2 separate regions of the Ovis aries genome follow, and region 2 is linked to region 1. A link is a contact called in public Hi-C data. All regions are on one chromosome and are shown on one strand. Each heading gives the region's core, a stretch centred on a gene start, on an enhancer-like site or on the middle of the called end of the contact. The rest is flanking DNA. Distances are from core to core; before and after follow the strand shown.

Region 1 (4,466 bases), core at 1,294-3,793:
TTGATCCCCCAACCACCGTCTGTACTGTACAATTGAGCAGTTGGCAGGTGGGAGGCTCAGGAGCATCTCGTAGCCTACTTGAGGTCAAGCATCCTGACAGCGGCTGGGAGAGTTTGGTGGGCCCTGGTGTCCTGTGCTGAAGTGGGTGGTGCTGTACTTGTTAGGGATCTAGAAGCATGTGGGGGGCGGAAGATGTGGCACTGCTGGGGCAAAGTGCAGGACGCAGGGCAGGGAAGAGGGGGAAGAGTGTGGGTCGTTATGTGTCCACCAAGCGTTATTTCTGAAGCAAGCATACAGCAGTAATCAAAAGGGACAGACAGCACTGCCTTCCTGAAGCTTCCTGGTGCTCACGATGAAGGCTTGACATTGCTGAAAGCACTTGACATGGTCTAGTAACCTGTTTAGTGTTCCCAGTAACCCTGTGAAGTGTGTATTGTCATGGTTCCTGTGTGTTTAAACTGAGTCACTGAAGTTCAGTGACTTGCCTGTGGTGCCATAGCTAGGAGATGAGAGCTGTGAAGTTGAGCCTGTGGGTGGACAAAGCATGCCAGGGGAGACACTGCTGAAAGACACGTGACGTTGGGCAGAGGATGGACAACCAAAGCTGTCACTGCTCCCTTTGGTGTTTGCTGGGCACCACCACGTGACAGGCAGGCATCAAGGTGCAACACGAAGGCCCATCTGACACAGACTTGCCCTGCGGTTTGCGGACTAGACTGGCTGGGGTGGAGAGACAGGAAGTGAGCGGTTCTTATCCCCTGTGACGTGTCCTGTGGCTGAGGTGTCTTCCCAGGTTACAAGGACGAGGCTGTGGCTTACAGTTCACTCTGGAGTGCTGGGGAATCATTGGAGGACTTTAGAGAAATGACTGTGATCCCCCTGTGACTAAGCAGTCCTGATTTTTTTGATTATCCTAGCGTCAGTATTAGTAATGTCCTTTTGGTTGCCAAAGTGTCCCAGTTTGGACAGTAAATTATGTGCTCACATCGTATGGCTTCAGGCGTTTTCAAGCCTGAAATCCCATTGCTCTGTGCTGGCTGTCTCTATACTTCTCTCCCAGTCATGGAGCCTGCAGTTGTTTCACTTAAAAAGAAGCCTGTTTATCCCACTATGGAGTCAGTTCCTGATACGTAGTAACTGGTCAGAAAGGTGACATTATTCGTTTTTGCCTAGCGAGAATTTAAGCAGTTTGCATTTACGTTTGGTGATCTCTGTGATTCTGAGATAGCATTTTCATCAGGTTGGGAATCCCAGAAATCCAACTCTTGTATCATGAGAGCCTCTAGGAAAGGGATGTGGGGTTTGAGAGATCTCCAAATCCAAGGAGCAGAGTGGAGTGGTAGAGAGAGCTTCTTCCCAAAGTGGGCTTGCTGTCCTTGAGCCAGTGTGCTTCTTTACCAGCTCTGGCCACTAGTGCTCGAGTCCAGCCTCAGATAAGTGTTCTGCTCCTCCAGATGGTTAGCTGGCTCCTGCTGCAGGTGGGAGTTTTAGCCAAAGGCCTGAGGGGGGAGAAAAGGAATCACAGTTAGCAGCCTTGCTCACTCAGTCTATTCCCTAGTCCTGGTCCCTAAGAAATGGGCTTCCTGGGGCTAGCTGCCTTTGTGGGGCAGCCGCCAATTTTATTGACTTTTCTTAATTGGAGGGAAATTGCTTTACAACATTCTTTTGGTTTTTGCAGTACAACAGCATGAATCAGCCATAATTGTGCATATATCCCCTCCCTCTTGAGCTTCCCACACCTCATCCCGCCTCTCTAGGTCCTCACAGAGCGCCAGGCTGGGCTCACTGTGTTACCCAGCAGCTTCCCACTAGCTGTCTGCTTTACACATGGTGGTGTGTCTATGTCAGCGCCACTTTTCTTAGTTTGTCCCACCCTCTCCTTTCCCTGCTGTGTCCACAAGTCCATTCTCTTTGTTTGCACCTCCATTCCTGTCCTGCAAATAGGTTCATCAGTACTGTTTTTCTAGATTCCATGTATATGCATTAATTTATTGTGTCTGGAGTGTTTCCTCCTCCAGCCTGAAGGCAGTGTGGAAACACAGACCCTTGTGTGGCAGTTCACAGGGAGGACATCTCCTCCTGCTCCCAGGCTCCACGGAGTCACAAGTGTTCAGTCACAGGCATGACTACCCTTACTGGATATTGTTTGGGGATTCGTCTGTGTGTGCGTGCAGTCAAGATCAAGGTATAATTTCTCTCCTTTTGATGGAGAAGGTATTTGATGAGAAAGATAAAAACTTTTAAAAAGGAAAGAACAGAGCCTGTAAAACTGTGATTACAGTTAATAAATCTTGGATCTCTCCAGCGTCTGAGAAGCTAATCATTTTTCTGCTGCTCTCCTTGTTTGGTTTGTATTTCTTGAGCATTTAATTAAATCAAGGAGGGGACACATTCACAGAAATCACTTAGCACTCACTCCAGAGGAGGGTGCTTACGTGCTGCCTGTAATTATTTGAGTGTGGTGCCTCAGGCTGGGTCCTGGTGCTTCCCATGACCTTGTCTTACTAAGTTCTGCTCGCACCCTGGCACTCAGCCCTGCCCTTCAGTCACAAGACGAGGGTGACAGGTGCTCCCTGGCAGTAGCAGCTCTCATCCAGTGATGTGCTGGTATAATCGGGGTCCAGGCTGAGGTGGGGAGAGGGGAGGTCTGCGGAGGAGGCCTCTTGAGGAATCTCCACCTTGCAGTCTTGAGAGCTCTTGTTCGGTGAGAGGAGGTTTATCCTCACTTCAGGAGATTTCTCATAATTAAAGTACACTTGAAGCAGTTATTCATAAATGGAATTTATTTTTGTCCCATACAGAGAAGATGGATGATTCCAAGTTCTAAATTATACCTCATTTCAGATAACTTGTTTAGTTTCCAGTTGAAGATACATTCATAGTCTAAGAGTCTTCCTATGAAGAACTGTCACAGAGAATCTAGTCCTTCATTGATGAAGGTGATCCATTTTGAGAGCCCTTCCATCGCCTGTGAAGATTCCCTCCCCCAGCCCCTGGCAGCCACGTTCCTCTTTTCTGTCTCTGGGTTTTCCTTTCCTGTGCATGTCATGTCAGTGGAATCGTGTAGCATACGATCTTTCTGTAGGCTTGCTTTCCCTGAGCGTTAGATTTTCAGGGTTCACGCCTGCTGTAACATGCATCGTTGCTCCATTCCTCTTGGTGGCTGAGTAGCATTCCGTTGTGTGGGTAGACCACACTTTGTTCTTTCACCACTTGATGCCTGTTTTGAATGATGCTGATGTGAACATTCATGTGTAATAGTCTTGGTGGAGACGTCCATTTTCATTTCTCTCAGGTGGATTCCTAGGAGTGAGATTGCTGGACTGTATGGTAAGTTTGTGTTTAACTTTTTAAGAACTTGCCAAGCTTTTCTGGAGTGGCTGCATCATTTTCTATTCCCACCAACAATGTATGAAGTTCCAGTTTCTCCATATCTTCACTAGTGGTGTTTTGTTTTATTTTAAATAACATCTTAGTGGGTATAACATGGTATCTTGTGGTTTTAACTTGTACCTCCCTGATGACTAATGATGTGGAGCATATGTTCCTATGATTTTTGGTCATTCCTCTATCTTCTTTGGTGAAATGTCTATTCAGCTCTTTGCTCCATGTTTAAATTACATTGTTGGCATCCTTATTATTAATGAGTTGTAAGTGTTCTTTTAAGTACAAGCCCTTTTATGATTTTCAAATCTCTCTTCATTTCCTTTTAAGCACCCCTTTAGAAAACTCATGCCTCCCTTGATCCCTGAGAGTGAGGGAGATCCAGAGCCTCCTTTCCCCTATCCCCTTTTTTCTGGACAGAACACAGTTCTGCAGGTTTCCATGGTTCTCTCTAAGGCAGATTCTCTTCTCTGCATTACGCCAAACTTCAGTTTTCCCTCTGTCTTTTTACCCTACTTTTTTTTTTTTAAGGAATTACAAAGACTATTCTTAGTACGTGCTTTATTTTGGGCTGTGAGTGAATCTGTTTTGAAAAGAACCCTTTCCTTTAGGCTACTAAGATTTTCTGAAATCAGTAAAGCTCCTTACCATTTAAACCGTTTCTTCTTAGTCCTAGTTGGGCTTCTGTGCATCTTCTTTCTGTCCATATACCCCGAAGGAAGTGGCAACCCACTCCAATATTCTTGCCTGGAGAATCCGATGGAGAGAGGAACCTTGAGGGCTACAGTCCATGGGGTCGCAAGAGTCGAACTCGACTGACTTTGACTTGACTGACCCTGTAATCAGAGACTTCCCAGGTGGCTCAGTGATAAAGAATCCGCCTGCCAGTGCAGGAGCTGCAGGAGACTCAGGTTTGATCCCTGGTTTGGGAAGATACCCCGGAGGAGGAAATAGCAACCCATTCTCGTATTCTGCCTGTGGGAAATCCCATGGGTGTAGGAGCCTGGTGTGCTATATAGTCCATGGGATTGCAGAGAGATGGGCATGACTGAGCATGCATACACATGTACAATACAAGTTTT
Region 2 (4,466 bases), core at 1,306-3,805, 44 kb before region 1:
TGCATCAAATCTACCCTTGCTCTAGGCTTGGCCTCACTCAACACCCATCTTGTCAAGGTCACGGGTGTCTCGGTTACTCTTTGCGGTGGGAACTGGAGTCTTGTCTTGCACTCTCTCGGTAGCATCGGCACAGTCGGGCTCTCCGCTCCCAGCAACTCTTCCCGGAGCTCCCAGGACCCCACACTTTCCTGGTTTCCCTCCCACCTCTGTGGATCCTCCTTAATCCTCTCTGTTGGCATCTTCAGGATTAATCCTTTCCCCTTCTCTGAAAAATCCTCTGAGAACTCCTTATTCAGGAATAATCCGTGCCCTGGACTGTAAGAGATTAGCCGCCTCCTACCACCACTGCAACATCACCATTTGTATGAAAAACAAGACAACTTCAGTGTCTGGGCCCTCAAATAATTATGTGAATACCTAATGTCATGACAATGGGATTCCTTGTTGGGGATAGGTAGGCAAATTCTGGACAAATCCGTGGACGTTGTTCTTTGTATGACGTCAAAGAAAGTGAAGTGAAAGGCAAAGCCTAGCTTTGCAATAACAGCAAATCTCAGACTTAAAAGAAACACCTGTCTTACCCAGATCATCCAGAAACTGGAGCCAGAAGCAAGGATTAAGTTGCTAAGCTTGTTTAAAGAGGTACAGGCCCAGAAGGGTGAGGTAAGACGCAAGGGAGATGACAGGCCGTGTGTGTGACAGCGCTTCAGACCCACCCGTCCACGTGGGACTCTGGAGTGGCCACAAGGGGGTGGGGTGGGCAGGATGAGGAGTGGTGTTTGCCCAGCTCCCCCCAACCTAGTCTCGGTCCTCCCTGTTCAAGGCTCACTCCCAGGCCCTAGCTTCCCACACAGACGTCTGGCCACACAGAGTGGCTCCCATGTCATCTAGAGCTCTATCCGAGTCTGCAAGAGGAGGAGACTCAGCCTGGGAGGGACCCCAGCTGACCGGGAGGAAGGGGCAGTCGGAGTGCCTGAAGAGAACATCCTGGACCTTCCATACTGCCTCCTCATGAGGCGCTTGTCCAAGCTGAAGTTTAGCACTTCCAGAATTAGCTCCTCCTTTCATCAGACATCTTGCCTTGAGCTGAAACCTGACTCCTGACAGCCAAGGTGGCCTTGCTGCTGCCCGTGCTGTCCTTTCCAAGTCCAGGCACTGCTCACGTGTCCCTCCCACAGCCCTGCGGGGTCAGAGGGCAGTCCCCAGGGCACAGAGAAGGAGCATGATGCTTACGTACACCTGCCGGCAGGGCTGAGTGTCCATGGCCATCGTGAGGTGAACTGGACGTAAGCCTGAGCTCAGGCTGAGCCAGGCGCTGGACAGTCACCTATCCTGCCCACTGGCCCTCAGTCCCCAAGTGGAGACACCAAGGCCCTGTTTCCACAACTGTCCTGGGAAGCCTCCTGGGTTACACAAGTTTCCCTGAGGTCACCTTGGTATCCTGCCATTTCTACCCTGGAGTGCAAGCAAGGGATGAACAAAGTCCTCTTGGTTTCGAGCTTAATGTGGTCTTTCTCCAAGTAACATACACACACACGCAGACACATGTAAACACATACACCTACATAACACACAAACACATACACAGACACACACACATAGACACAAACACATATACCCACATCACACACACACACATATACAAATACAAACACATACACACATATGTACATACACATACACAAACCTCACCCCTAAAATCTTCCCCTACAGCATCTGGTATGGAACCTGATATGGGGAATTCACGGGTGCACTTCGCAGCTTACTTTTCAGCATTTAGAAGTGTTTCTTGTCTTCTAGCAGAGTTATCAAGTGTTACTATATTGAATTCATTTACAAGGCTTCTATTCTGTTTCCAGAAAACTCTAATTTCTCAAGGACTGTGTGAAAACTGATGCAAAGAACTCACTCATTTGAAAAGATCCTGATTCTGGGAAAGATTGAAGGCAGGAGGAGAAGGGGATGACAGAGGATGAGATGGTTCGATGACATCACTGAATCAATGGACAAGAGTTTGGGTAAAGTCCAGGAGTTGGTGATGGACAGGGAGGCCAGGTGTGCTGCAGTCCCTGGGGTCACAAAGAGTCGGACACAACTGAGTGACTGAACTGAACTGTGTGAAAACGAACTGCCAAACCATGGAAAGAGAAAATTAATGTTAGGATACTATTTCTATTCTGCAGTTTTTATTTGAAAAGTTCTGCATTCTGCATGTCACAGTGTTCAGTGATGAAATCCCTGATGGGTGCAGGTATTAAGTCACTCAAGGTGGAAGCCTGGGGAAGCCTCTGTTGACAAGAGCAGCGTGAGCTCATTTTCTGGGCAGAACGTGTTGGGAATTTGTCGCAGGAGACCTGCCCATATGGAGGCATGCGATGTCACAATGCTCCTAGGGATGGCAGACTCAGAAAGTCCCCACTGAGCACACAGCACACTCCCAGGGGCTGGACTGTGCGCTCAGCCCCAAGGGTGGGAGGCAGGGATACCCTGTCCAAGCTGCTAGCCTAGCCGGGCAGGAATGAACTTCTGGTGCCTCCTGGCCGAGGCTCCAGCACACGGTGTCTGAAGGGCTTTGGCTCCCATGCCGGACCTTTGGCAGGGTGTTCCAGCACAGCTCAGGTCCCCTCCTCCCCCTGCGGCCTGCCACTCAGTCTCCTACTCAAAGATGTGTTTATTAGTAAGAATGACATTCCCAGTCTCATTTAGGGCAAAAAGGGGAGTTGTGTCTGACTCTGCGACCCTATGGACTATAGCCCACCAGGCTCCTCTGTCCAGGGGATTCTCTAGGCAAGAACATTGGAGTGGCTTGCCAGGCCCTCCTCCAGGGGATCTTCCCCATCCAAGGATTGAACCCAGGTCTCCCACGTTGCAGGCAGATTCTTTATGGTCTGAGCCACCAGGGAAACAAATAGGGAAGTGGCCCACAAAACGAGGACAAGAGTTAATTTCTCAATGAACACATTCTGCAGGGTTTTAGTGACTGATCCTCCCACCCTGTTAAAGGTAGAACGCTTGATTCTGAGACCCTGGTGTCATATTGGGGGGGGGGGGAGGAGTGGGCAGGAGGGAGAAGAGCAGAGAAGATGGAAGGTAACCAGAACTGGATCTCAGAGCACACATCACAATGAAAAGAGGGTCTGAAACCCAGACCTGATTGAAGTCCCATTCACTCCGTTTCATCACTCTTGATGAAAGTGAAAGAGGAGAGTGAAAAAGTTGGCTTAAAGCTCAACATTCAGAAAACAAAGATCATGGCATCTGGTCCCATCACTCCATAGGAAATAGATGGAGAAACAGTGGAAACAATGTTAGACTTTATTTTTTGGGGCTCCAAAATCACTGCAGATGGTGATTGCAGCCATGAAATTAAGAGATGCTTACTCCTTGGAAGGAAAGTTATGACCAACCTAGATAGCATATTCAAAAGCTCTGCTTTGAATTACTTTGCCGACTAGGGTTTGTCTAGTCAAGGCTATGGTTTTTCCAGTGGTCATGTATGGATGTGAGAGTTCGACTGTGAAGAAGGCTGAGCGCCAAAGAATTGATGCTTCTGAACTGTGGTGTTGGAGAAGACTCTTGAGAATCCCTTGGACTGCAAGGAGATCCAACCAGTCCATTCTGAAGGAGATCAGTCCTGGGATTTCTTTGGAAGGAATGATGCTAAAGCTGAAACTCCAGTACTTTGGCCACCTCATGCGAAGAGTTGACTCATTGGAAAAGACTCTGATGCTAGGAGGGATTGGGGGCAGGAGGAGAAGGGGACGACAGAGGATGAGATGGCTGGATGGCATCACTGACTTGATGGACGTGAGTCTGGGTGAACTCCGGGGGATGGTGATGGACAGAGGGGGTTGGTGTGCTGCGATTCATGGGGTCGCAAAGAGTCGGACATGACTGAGCGACTGAACTGAACTGAACTCACTCCGTTTAACCTTATCTGTGTCAATTTCCTGTTTTATTAAACAGTCACCTCCTCTTACCTAATTTGGCTTTACCCCACCCTGGTTAAAAAGTGGGCTTTATGTACCTGACAGTTGACATAAAGGAAAATTATTATTAACATATGTGAGCCTTGGCCAAAACTCACGTTGAGGTAGGGCTGGGTGTGTTGTCTGATCCACGATGCTGGTGTCTCAGGAAGTCAATGTTTTACTTGAGGTCTGCATGGAAATGAGGGGTGGGGCAGGGCTGTCTTCTGACCCACCAAGGGGCAAAACCTGGTAGCTATCTCTTCTGTCTCAGCCGGAACCTACCTCTGGAGGTGGGCAGACCCAAGGCCATCAATGTCTGATAGTGTAAACATTTAGCTTTAGGGTTCTTTAAAGGGGATTTGGCTTTTTCAATGAGCTAATTGAAATGGGAAAATGAAAACAAGAAGAATATAATTTACATTACCCACATAGTGTACAAAAATACTGCCCCCCCATGGAAATACTTTAAAGTCTTATCTCTGACTGATATATCCT

What was found. A called contact is a pair of places that touch in the nucleus more often than the background predicts.
Region 2: a contact with region 1 is called in a Hi-C map of muscle, with 3 times the contacts expected there. The contact joins two enhancer-like sites. A contact is called at or near these places in 11 of 16 Hi-C or Micro-C datasets (blood, hypothalamus, liver and 6 more).

The regions. Positions count from the first base shown.
Region 1 is chr9:34,026,073-34,030,538 of ARS-UI_Ramb_v3.0, reverse strand. All of the region lies in intron 1 of PCMTD1 (protein-L-isoaspartate (D-aspartate) O-methyltransferase domain containing 1), which reads left to right. Among named protein-coding and RNA genes, the nearest start is that of PCMTD1, 22 kb to the left of the region's middle. Within about 2 kb of position 2,543, at least 2 of the 54 cell types and tissues checked have an H3K27ac peak or open chromatin away from gene starts, as enhancers often do. A contact at or near this core is called in muscle, where this site is marked.
Region 2 is chr9:34,069,995-34,074,460 of ARS-UI_Ramb_v3.0, reverse strand. No RefSeq gene overlaps it. Among named protein-coding and RNA genes, the nearest start is that of PCMTD1, 22 kb to the right of the region's middle. Within about 2 kb of position 2,555, at least 4 of the 54 cell types and tissues checked have an H3K27ac peak or open chromatin away from gene starts, as enhancers often do. A contact at or near this core is called in muscle, where this site is marked.